Linked DNA regions of Mus musculus: regions 1 and 2 are each linked to region 3. The links are chromatin contacts, called in public promoter capture Hi-C maps. All regions are on one chromosome and are shown on one strand. Each heading gives the region's core, a stretch centred on a gene start, on an enhancer-like site or on the middle of the called end of the contact. The rest is flanking DNA. Distances are from core to core; before and after follow the strand shown. Region 1 overlaps Ap3b1 (adaptor-related protein complex 3, beta 1 subunit). Region 2 overlaps Ap3b1 (adaptor-related protein complex 3, beta 1 subunit). Region 3 holds the start of Zbed3 (zinc finger, BED type containing 3).

Region 1 (3,609 bases), core at 77-2,576, 930 kb after region 3:
TGTGTCTGTGGGGATGCAGGGGCGCTTTCCGGAGGCCTCCGTGTTCTGGCCAATGAGATCTGTCCTCCAGTTTCCTATTGACTTATTACCTAAGAAAAGGAGTTAGTACCCTCCCCGAGGGATACCTGAAAACCCAGTAAAATTACGCAATCCCCAAAATAATTTTTTCATAAAATATCTGTTGAGACTGAGCCTCCTTATAGCCTAACTTGGTCAGGACCTCAGGAGCCCTGCCTTGACCTCCTCAGTCCTGGAACTAAAGGACTACACTCACATCTCTTGTTCTTTAAGGCAGGAAAAAACTTTGTATTTATAGACAAAGGCTTTACATCATCTAACCTTTAATAAATCATACATAATGTCTAGCATTCAGCTTTGCTATGTAAGAACCGGTCTCCTAGCCGGGCGTGGTGGCGCACACCTTTAATCCCAGCACTTGGGAGGCAGAGGCAGGCAGATTTCTGAGTTCGAGGCCAGCCTGGTCTACAGAGTGAGTTCCAGGACAGCCAGGGCTACACAGAGAAACCCTGTCTTGGAAAAAAACAACAAAAAAAAAGAACCGGTCTCCTGACACATGTGCAGATCTGTACCGTGATGACCCTAGCCCTGGAAGTTCATGTTAACAAGCCAATAGGAACTGTTGTTACTCTGTGAGGTCAGGGTGCCTTACTCCAGGATCCCCATCTCTTTAATCAGCGAACTTTTTGCCTAAATTCCCAATCATACTCCATGTGACTTCTTTTGTTCAATAGGTGCTTCTCACACTTCGGAGTCTGCAAAGTCCAAAGATGAATACGTAATGCTGTCCCATTTAATCATCTCAAGTGAGTTTTCACATAAGGGACAAACCATAGGTTCCAAGACCAGGCAAGACCAGTTTAGACAGAAACCAAACCAGGTAAGGGATGCTAGTTTAAAAGTGGAAGAAGCTAAAAGATCCAAACCACAACTAACATTTCTGATTCAAAGCAACGTCTTAACGTGTCGGTGCCATAATGCCGATCCTGTGATAGATGGTTCTTTGAAAACAGATGGCCACAACTTCCCAGCTCGAGTTTTAAGTTCCTGAATGCAGCTCTGCTAGAAAGTAGCCAAGACCTGCTGGCTGACAGGTTATCAGCTAGAGCACATGTCAATCAGAAAGTTCTCGAATCACCTAGGACTGAAGGTGCTTGAGTTAAACTGTATCCTGCCAGCCAGACTGGACTGCTGATCAAAGCTCTGTAACTACCCATGGGATCTAATGTCCCCAGCAGTTGTAAGCCACTGACTAGCAATGTCTAAAAGCCACAGTGCACCCGAGGAGCATGATGATGATTGTGGAACTTGTTCTGTCTGCTTGGAACAACCACTCCAAGTGCTCTTTGTCCTTCCCAATCATGCTCAGAGCCAACTCTGCACAGCCAAGTTTTAGAGAAAAAAAACACTAAGAGTCCACGCTGCCCTGATTTCCTTGGGATTTATTTCTCAACAACACTTTTGTTTCTCAGGACAGCCAGCGAGCTTTAAAACTGTATTATGAACTCCAGGATGGAGCTAGGGTTGATAATGACTCAGAACCACAGCTGAGCTAGCAGGCTTCGCTGTAATTACTCACAATTGGAGGAGGATTTCTGTGACTGTTATGGCAAAAAGCATAACAATATTAAATCACAGAAGGTTGCAAAACACTAAATTTGTTCCAGTTCTGTTATAAGAATCAATCAATATTGACCACAAGAGGCCTATGCACTGCCAGGCTGCAGGTGTGCACAGAAAGCCTACTTTCCCTGAGACCATTCTGTGAGCAGAAATGGGAGTAGTTGAAGGTCCGTGACTACGCCACTCTCTGATCAGTTACTTTCATTCAATGTTACAACACTCCTTGCTGTAAAGCTAATCATAGCAGGGCCCCGGCAGTCTGCAAGAACACAGGCAGATCTGTTTAATTAGCTTATCGATACCACTGCATCAAACTTCATGAGTTATTGACTAACGCTTTGATTATTTTTGTACGCTAGCCGACTGCTTTCTAGGTCACTTTTTGTATCATCTGACATCTCATGTCAGATGACGTACCAGATGGCTCCCCTGTGTATCTAAGGCAGCATACACTTACAAAAATGAAATTTCTCACTTGGCAGCAAGAAAACATCAATCAATTCTCTGAGCACAGGTTTCTAAGAAGCTCATTTCAGGTTTTCCATAATATTAGATTAAGTATATTCCCCCCACCAAAAAAATCACAAAGTTTTAAAGAACAAAGACATCAAAAGCAAACAGCCCAGAGGCAAATGGGGAGACCAGTGGCTGAGAGCACTTGGTGCTCTTACAGGGGACACAGAGGACGTCGTGTCAAGCACCCACGTGGTGGCTCACAACCATCTGTAATTCCAGTTCCAGAGGATCCAACACCTTCTTCTGCTCTCATGAGCACTGTACACAAACGGTACAAAGCCACACACGCAGGCAGACACCATACACATCAAATAAAACTAAAAGCATATTTAAAAGAAAGAGACCAGCAATAATGACTCTACTAAAACTTCTCTTACAGAGTCCTGGGCAACACAGCAGAACTGGGGGGCAGAAGAGGAAAAGGAGGAGACAGCAAGGTCTCCTGCATAACCACCTGCCAGACAAGCAGCTCTCAGTGAGCAAAATTAACGAAAAGTGTTCTGTTTCCACGACGAAAGGTCCAGGAAGAGCAAGTGAATTTACTACCAGCTTCATGGACTCCATCGTTCCTCTCCATATCTACCACAACAAAAAGATCATCCGCACACCAGACGCCTCCCACAGCGTGGCTCATACCTAGTGCTGATGAGGGAGGGGTCAGAGGCCAAGGTAGAACAGGAGAAAAGCTTCAAGCACAGAGAATGGCACTGAGAGAGCAATGGCTGGGACACTCCCTGGCTTTGGATGGTGACCGCAAACATCTGCTGTGACTTCAGTGTATCCTCCATCATGTCTTCATTGGAAAATACACACAGGGAAACAGATCTAGTTTCACGGTGTTGTTCATTTGTGTGAAACACTAACAATCTCAGCACAGAGAGCATTCTTACATGTTAGCAATCATTACTGCTGAGACTCCATTCCTGGTAACACTAAGGCCAGCTTTAACCATGCTTTGCAATTGTATAAACGTCAAATCCGCTCTGCACAAAAGTACCAGAGTCTTAGGCTTGTACATAAGCGACATGCAAGTACCTGACATGAAAGTACCCGAGGCCAGAAGAAACCTGGGAGTGCAGTAGGCGGGACAAATCCAAGATGGCACAGGAAACACTACTATACCACACTGGGTACCAAATGCCTTCTGACCAGAGAAATGAAATTAAATAAAGATAAAACTGCCCATGAGATATTAGTCCATACTCTCTAAAAGAGCCATAATCTAAAATATAGACTTTTTAAAAGTTAAACAGAAAGATGTGCTCAGTGGTAGCACACTCCTGAATGATGCACGAAGCCCTCAGTTCTACCCCCAGCATCAAAAAGGATAAAAGGAAGAAAACTGGGGTGGGGGAAAGCCAAGGGAGGGACAGAGAGAGGACAGGAGGAAGAAAGGCAGGTATAACCAACGACAGGAAAAACTGCAACTCACAAGCATCACTGATTTGAACT
Region 2 (3,812 bases), core at 1,226-3,725, 780 kb after region 3:
TAATTAATAGCTAAAATGAAAACCAGGGAATACAATAAAATCTTATTTTAAAAGATTTTTCTAAATTTTAGATTTGCAATTTAGATGGCGGGAGTAGAATGATGGGAAGAAGGCAGGCCGGAATAAACCACAGGCTAAGACTTTTGAAGTGAAACTGTCTGAAGAAACTAGATTCATTTTTTCAGTACACATCACAGTATTGAAAGGCTCTCACACATAGCTCATTAACTAACTGTAATACTCGAACTCGAAACAAATAAATCACACTTCAGTCGAAGGCTCAATAATATGAATACTGTAACACTTTCAATATACAGGACGGTCCAGGCTGACTGAGCACTTGGCCTGCAGTCCTGCTGCTCTGACCAAGTAAGTCCAGCAGCCGAGGAAGACTGACGGATCAGGTAGCATGCTTGAAATAAAGCTGTAGTTTTAAGCAACAGGGATGTGTAGCATGTCTGCTAAGACCACTTCTAATAGTTTACATATTTTCAGTTTTGTTCATCTTTGCAATAAAATGGAACCCAATTCCTCCTGTTTCTTTATAATTTTTCAATCCTAATAAATACACGTAATGCACTTTTTGAGTTATAAATCTCTGTCCTGTGAAATGAAATAATTGTGTATGTTAAGGGTATTTATTCAAGTAGAAACAGGATTTAAAGCTAGTGTGTAACAAAGCATACACACACTTCCCCAATTTACTTCAATTTTACCTTCTAGAACTTTACACTGACAAATGTAAACAAACGGTTTTGATTTTGGTTTGCCTGCCCACTCCCGAGTCATTTTAAGAAGTCTTCTGTGAAGCTCAGACCCGTTCCTGGATCGGTTTCACAAATCCTCATGTAAAGTTACGGATTGAGACCTCTATTACCAAACCCGCTGAAACCTGCAACTAAAAAGGATGCTACTGAAAAAGCTTGTGGAAAATCTGCCAGCGTCAAGTCCCACATCAAAGGATGAATTCAGGAAGACAGAGAGAATGATACAGAAACGCCAAGAGACCTGCGAGGATTTACAAATACTTCATATAAACACATTTTCAAATAGCTTTATTCAGAGTAGCCTTTCTGCTCTATTAAACATAGCAAACAGCTGCCAGATTTATTCAGACAAATAATCAACAACCATAGAGTAAAATGGCAGAAGAAAAAGGAATTTTGGCAACAAGCCCGCAGAGGACGGCGGCTATTCTCCGTGTGCACCTCTCCGGTGCACGTGCGGTTCTGTATGGCTAGTCAGCGAAAAATCCCTCAGTCACAGCAGAGAACAAAACATTTGATGAAAATCACACATATTCTAAAAGAGAGCCGAGGGCGAACAAGGGCATGCAGGGATCTGTGGGACCGACGAGCTGCACCCCGAAAGCAGGCTATCCCCTACATGGGCACCGTCCTCCCTGGCGAGCCACTCACCTTGATTGGCTGAGCAGACAGATGTAAAGCAGAGGCAGGCTTTAGCCAGCAAAGGGCAGAACAGTAAACATGAGAATCAATTCATTTGTCATTAGGAAAAGAAAGCCACAGAGAGCATTCCTGCTACAGCAGTACACAACTTTTCAGAAGACATATAAGTTGAATTTAGCTATGCCTTTTTAACAACCACTTAGTGAGGTATGAGAGGTGGACACTCCACACTGGCAGTGTTGTTCGAGGTTCCCGTGGGGGGAGGCTTCTAACAGGTCTCTCGGATCCCACAGACAGTCAGGGCTGCATGAAATAAACACTCGACACTACAATCACCTAGTGCCAGGAAGCAAGGTCTCCCCTCAGCCAGGGACGAGTGACAGAAATGACTCAATGACCTCCAGATAAAGGATCTTTGGTTTCAGCCTCCAGAGGGAAAATAGCTGAGGCTCACATAAACTTTTACACATTGCGATGGCAGCATTTAAACAGACCCTACCATTATGAGCTGCCCTTAAACATATAAAATCAGTATCTCCCCCATAACCATACATAAAAAGACCCCTCAGTTATTAGAAAGCAAGCTTGACTTTGGGCAAGTAAAATATTAATAACTGCACTCTGTTGCAAATATTTTCTTTAGTGTATATTTAAATTTTTTTCTGATCTGATTTTGTCAAAGTATTTCTTTAAGACAGTCAAGAGAGAATAGAGGTATTTCAATAGTTTAATTAGGCTTTATTCCGAAGGTAAAGTGTGTTACTGTGTATACAAAAAACACATTAGGAGGAGACAGAAAAGCGCTTTGTAACAGTGCACCGACAAATGTAGACCTAAGGCTCACAGCGGTGGAACATAAGTGAGTCTCCGGTTCCTGGAATTTAAAATGCAGACACAGTGCAGGGCTAAAAAACAACTTTCAGAACCGAACAGGTCAGGAGCAGTCTATTATTTTAAAGACACATTAACTAATTTCTAAAGCTGCCAGCGATATACATGGACGTGTATGAGGGCACGCACTAGAGAAAATGGGCGGGCAGAGAGCATGCTTGCCTGTGGACAGCTGGGGATGTCTGGAAACCCTGGGGCCTGGTTGGAAGCACAGGTGTACACTGTACAGTACAGAACTTGTAGCAAACTGTAGTCACCTCTCACCTTGCTCCTTCTTAAAGTCCTTCTCTGACATGGCCACAGGTGAAAGCAGCTCCCCAACAGGTGGCTGGAGGGTGACGTTGAAGCAGTCATCCTTGGTGCTAAGGAAAGAAAGATCCAAAGATAACCAAATGCTTAAAAAACAAATCATTCTCTGACACACTGCAGTTTAACAGGGACAGTTCAACTTGACCTTCTGAGTTTCTGCTTTCACCCCAGGATGCTGCGGCTACAGCTTGCACTGCTGTAAGAGCCCGAGGGTTTCCGTCTGTGAGGCAAACACTACTAGATGAGCCCCGCAGGGTTTTATTCTTCATTCTGTTTTCTTTTTTTTTAAAGACAGGTCTTTTGTAATCCAGACTGGCCTTCAATTCCTGAGGCTTCTACCTATACGACTCATGCACAGGAATTATGGGTATGTGCCACCATACCTGGCTTTTGTCATTTATTCATCTGCTTCTTCAATCTAGTATGTTTAAGCCATGTGTGAGATTGCGCTTGTGCACATGCATGCAGAAGTGTGGAGGTCCCAGGATAGCCGTGCGGAGCAGATTCCCCTTCTACCTTTATGTGTCTTGTGGGGATCCAACTCCAAAGCTCCCTTTTCAAGTGAACACGCTATCTTCTAACTGTGCCTGCCACTCCCTGACAGTTGTTACAACTGACAAGACGCGATATGTTTAAGGACGTCCCTGCTTCTGTGTTGAGTGGAGAACAAACAAGGTGCAATTTCATCCTTAAATCTTCTACTACTGTCAATAAAGCCTCCCAGAATTGTGCTAAGGAATGTAGAAGTTAGACAGCTGAGGTTGGCTGATGAGGACCACCGATTAGGAGTGTTCTTCGATACAGATAACCGGGAACTCCACTAAGAGTTCCTGGAGAAGCAGGTGTTTATTGTCTTAGAGTCACAGGCTCATTAGGTGGCCAAAGTAACCCTCAAGGACCCGGCTTTCTCTAGCTTTCCACTCCACCATCCACAGGATGTTGGCTTTCCTCATGGCTGCCAGATGGCTGCCGAATCTCCAGGTACCACTTTTGCATTCCAGTCAAAGGAGGAACGTGATGATGCAGCGGTGAATAAATGAGCCAATCAAATCTGTTCCCAACCAAACCTGTGCCTGAGGTATGAAGCAAAGCTTCCCTGAGCTGTCCCCACAGGCACTGTTCCTTTCAGGCCTCACTGGATCCCCTGGGCAAGGCGGAGGTGACTTGAGAGGTGAGAGTTATAGATCCTATCTATCACTGGAT
Region 3 (3,974 bases), core at 422-2,921:
AAAAGCCACGTGAATGCTGTAAGCTGAACTCTCAGCTATTTCTACCATTAGCTAAAAGCCACCAAAGCACTATTAAAGCCTTGTAAAATAATGCACTATGCCCGAAAGTGCACCTTTCTTTCAGCTCTGCATTAATATATATGTATATGTACACATACATATACACACACATGTGGCTTTTGAATTATGTGGTATGGATTAGCACTTTAAAAAACAACATTTCCTATGCTTCTTATTGTCACTTGCCTTGAACTATTTGAGGCCAAAGTGTGCACTAATAAACAGTACTGGAATCACCAGGAATTTAATCCCATGAATTTAATCCAAGCCCTTGGGAGGCAGAGGCAGGTAGTCTCTGTAAGATCCAGGTCAGCCTGGTCTACACAGGCAAGTTTCAGGTCACCCAAGGAAACAGACCCCGTCTTAAAAAAAAAAATAAAATAAAAAATTCAGAACACCACTAATTATCTCAACTCACGAAACTATTCAACAGCTGTTCTAAACACCTTTGGAGCTCAGCAATGGCAGGTACTTTTTTTCCAATGAAGGAAAATCCTATTCTTTTTAGTAAAGCTTTAAGCCGGCCACAGAAGGCTTGCACAACCAAAGGCTCCAGTGAGCCAGGCCCGGATCAGGAAACTCTTTTGTGTCCAGTGGAGGAGGAGATTCTGGTTTACTCTGGTTTACACCGGTTTTCTTACAGCCCCCCCCCCCCCCTCCACACACACACACAGGTGGGAAACATTAACCAAGTCGCAATTAGCGCATGAGGCTCAAAGTCACTCTCCACCGAGGCAACTTTACGGGGACAGTTCCCCCTCTTCCCCACCCCCCACCCCCCGGAGCTGGTTAACCAAAGAGAGCGGAGACGCTCCAGAAGGTTCCGGAAGCCCGCAGGCTGGGCCCCTCCGCCAAGCCTGGGGTGGTAGGCATCCCCTGCAGACCCCGCGGCTGCGACCCTGGATCCCACGGCCTAGGGGCTCCCGAAGTCCCCGAGGTCCTGCGTGGCGTCCCCCGCACCCCTCCACCCCGCGGTTTCTCCGATCCCGGACGTCCCCGCGGGCCCCTGAGATCACTGCAGCCCCTGGTGTCCCTGCGGTCGCTCCCGCCAAGCCAAGCCACGCCACCGAGCCCCAGCCAGCCACGCTCACCCGGACGCCGCGATGGTCGCCCCTCGCCTCCGGGCTCCTCGCAGACATTTTGTCCTGGACGGAAAAGGCCGATTCCCCCTTAAAGACACAGCGCTCAATTTGCGCGTCTCGGGGCGTCCATGGGGGGCGGTGACGCGTGGTCTGGACGCCGGGGCGCCGCTGCTAAACCATCCGGTCCGGGAGGAGTTTAGAGTAACGGATGGAGAACTAGTTTAACGAATTGAAATCTGTCGGAGGTTTTTAAACGGTGCAATAATAGCGCAGGGATGCTGAAAGCGTTTTAACCGTGGCTCTGCACGTTTGCGCGTTAACCTTCCAAGCCCTTGGATTCAGCGGGTCCAGATCCTCAGCTGGGCGCACTGCTCGCTCGCATTCTTACAGATTAAGGCCTCTGATATGGCACTAGTCAGAAGTCCTTGCAATCAAGGTCTTAGGAGGAAAAGGTGTCCACCCAAACCACCAGCACAGGGAACTACCTTTGTCTTCATTATATTCAGTTAACAGCGTCTGCGTGATTTACAGTTACATCAGCCGCTAGCGGCTGCGTTCTAAGGCGGGTTTCTGCATTCCACGCTCCAGGTGGAAAGAGAAACCTTTTTCAAGACCAGCCCGCTGAGGTGCGGGCGAGAGCCTTGGGGCTTTGCAGGCTGACGGGCAATCCTGTTGTGTAGCGTTTTGCTGTTCCAGCCGTTCAAATATTCCCACCATACAGATTTTTAATCTATAAATAGTCGCAAGGAAGTGACTTGCCAAATTCAAGAACGCACCAGTTAGCTCTTAACGCACAGCTGGCACGTTCTGCCCTTCATTCATAAAAACAAAACAAAAGTCACTAATTTGTTGCTTTTTAATTTAGTGTTTTTGCGTGGTGGTGGTGGTGGTGGGTGTCTGTGCATGCATGGGTGCAGTGTCAGTGGAATCCAGAAGAGGGCGATGGATCGGCGGTAACCGACTCCCCGCCCCCCCACCCCAATCATCTCTTCAGCCCACATACTGCTCTGCTCACATTCTATTAGTCAAAGTAAGTCACATGAACAATGGGCACGAAGCCTTGCTAGAAGACAATAAGCAAAAAGATATAAATGTAAAAAAAACAAAAAAAAACAAAAAACCAAAAAACCAAGAAATTCTTTTGTAGGTAATACAATCCATGTTAACTGCTTTGGTTCAAGTGGCGCTGGGGAGGAGCACCTTGCTCATGCAGAGCACGTGTTTTGCAGTGGAAATATTATAACCCTCCTCACTTAAACACACACACACCTGATAGACCTATTTGTTGACTTTCTTCTATGCCAAGAATTTCAGAGAAAAGAAAAATCTTGTTGGGTATCACGAAAGGAATACTTTTGCAATGGCGAGATTATTAGATTCCCCTCTTTCAAGATTGACCTAAATGTTTTCATACAATATATTTTGATCATATTCTTTTGTAACCCAGCAAACCAGTAAAACAAACAAACAAATGAACGAAAACACATTTTAAAAAGTGTGTAAGGATTCTCTAGAGTAACAGAACTTACAAACCGAATTCCTCTCTTTATATAGAGAAAGGGGGAAGTTTTAGAATGACTTACAGGCTGTGGTCCAGCTAACCCAACAGTAGCTGTCTATGAATGGAAAATCCAAGAATCTAGTAGTTGTGTCTCAGCTGGTCTTCAATAGAAGCTGGAATCCTGCAGGAGTAACCGCCGCCGCTGGCGATGGACTTGCCAGTTAGGCCAGAGTACAGTGGCAAAAAGCAAAAAGCTGTCTTCTCCCGTGTCCTTATATAGGCTTCCAGCAGAAGGCGTGGCCCAGATTAGGGGTGGGGTTTTTCTGGCTCAAAAGATTAAAGGTGTGTCTTTTTACCTCAAAGATTCCTGATTAGAAGTGGATCTCCCCACTTCAAATTAGGTAAAAATCCCTCACAGGTGTGCCTTTCATTTTGGGGTTTTAGCTAGTTTCAGATGCAGTGAGGTTGATAACCAAGAATAGTCATCACACATGGAGACAGTTTTGTATTGGCCAACTACCGTGAGCATGAGGCCCATCCTGGTGTGGGTTGGTAGACAATATCTCACTATTCTCTCCCTCTCCCTGCAGGTGTAAATTGCAATCGGCTCTTTGTGGGACCTTGCTCACTTCTTCCTCCACTGGGCTTTGGTCTGGCTTGCCCCTTTGCAGGTCTTATACATGTTGTCACAGTCTCTGTGTGTCACCTGTGTCACCTTGGTATGTCTGGAAGGCACGGTCTCCTTGGAGTCACCCACACCTTTTGCTCTGACACTGTTCCCACCTCCTCTCCCACAGAGTCCCAGAGCCTCGGGGAAGGTGTGACGAGGACATCCCATTTAGGATAGAGTGCTCCAAAGTCTCTGACTCTACAAGCTGTCCAGCTGTGGGTCTGTGTTAATTAGCATCTACAGCAAGAAGCAGCTTCTCCGATGAAGGTCTTGTGAAGTACTGATTTCACATACAGGTATAAAAATATGTCATTGGGAGCTGTTTATCGCTGTGTTAGTTGAGCAGAATCATAGTAGTAGGTTTTGCCTCAGTAGTTTCAGGTTCTTAGCCTCTTTAACAGTGTGGGTTCCATCTCATAGAGTAGGCTTGCCTCCCACTGCTTCAACAAAAGCACCCTGATTAGAAGAAAAGTATCTAATACAAGTGAAGTCACTTGACTCTAGCTGCATATGTATCAAAAGATGGCCTAGTCGGCCATCACTGGAAAGAGAGGCCCATTGGACATGCAAACTTTATATGCCCCAGTACAGGGGAACGCCAGGGCCAAAAAGGGGGAGTGGGTGGGTAGGGGAGTGGGGGAGGGTGGGTATGGGGGACTTT

What was found. Promoter capture Hi-C pulls out the DNA fragments that hold promoters and counts their contacts.
Region 1: a contact with region 3 is called in a promoter capture Hi-C map of hippocampal neurons, with 5 times the contacts expected there. The contact joins the enhancer-like site here to the promoter of Zbed3 in region 3. A contact is called at or near these places in 7 of 39 promoter capture datasets (the 3T3-L1 cell line, the C10 cell line, HPC-7-derived erythroid cells and 4 more), 2 of 484 Hi-C or Micro-C datasets (adipose-derived mesenchymal stem cells and cortical neurons), 2 of 115 datasets of contacts at active chromatin or transcription factors (embryonic stem cells and stem cell-derived neural progenitor cells) and 1 of 9 other capture datasets (embryonic stem cells).
Region 2: a contact with region 3 is called in a promoter capture Hi-C map of trophoblast stem cells, with 4 times the contacts expected there. The contact joins the enhancer-like site here to the promoter of Zbed3 in region 3. A contact is called at or near these places in 9 of 39 promoter capture datasets (the 3T3-L1 cell line, 3T3-L1-derived adipocytes, hippocampal neurons and 4 more), 4 of 115 datasets of contacts at active chromatin or transcription factors (the NIH/3T3 cell line, embryonic forebrain, embryonic stem cells and 1 more) and 1 of 9 other capture datasets (embryonic stem cells).

The regions. Positions count from the first base shown.
Region 1 is chr13:94,397,033-94,400,641 of GRCm38.p6, reverse strand. The region is part of intron 3 of Ap3b1 (adaptor-related protein complex 3, beta 1 subunit); the gene reads right to left. Among named protein-coding and RNA genes, the nearest start is that of Ap3b1, 40 kb to the right of the region's middle. Within about 2 kb of position 1,326, at least 65 of the 459 cell types and tissues checked have an H3K27ac peak or open chromatin away from gene starts, as enhancers often do. A contact at or near this core is called in hippocampal neurons, where this site is marked.
Region 2 is chr13:94,541,629-94,545,440 of GRCm38.p6, reverse strand. It overlaps Ap3b1 (adaptor-related protein complex 3, beta 1 subunit), which reads right to left. Exons shown (of 27, transcript NM_009680.3): 25 at 2,565-2,662. Among named protein-coding and RNA genes, the nearest start is that of Gm32305, 150 kb to the left of the region's middle. Within about 2 kb of position 2,475, at least 6 of the 459 cell types and tissues checked have an H3K27ac peak or open chromatin away from gene starts, as enhancers often do. A contact at or near this core is called in trophoblast stem cells, where this site is marked.
Region 3 is chr13:95,322,522-95,326,495 of GRCm38.p6, reverse strand. It overlaps Zbed3 (zinc finger, BED type containing 3), which reads right to left and starts at 1,671. Exons shown (of 2, transcript NM_028106.3): 1 at 1,152-1,671.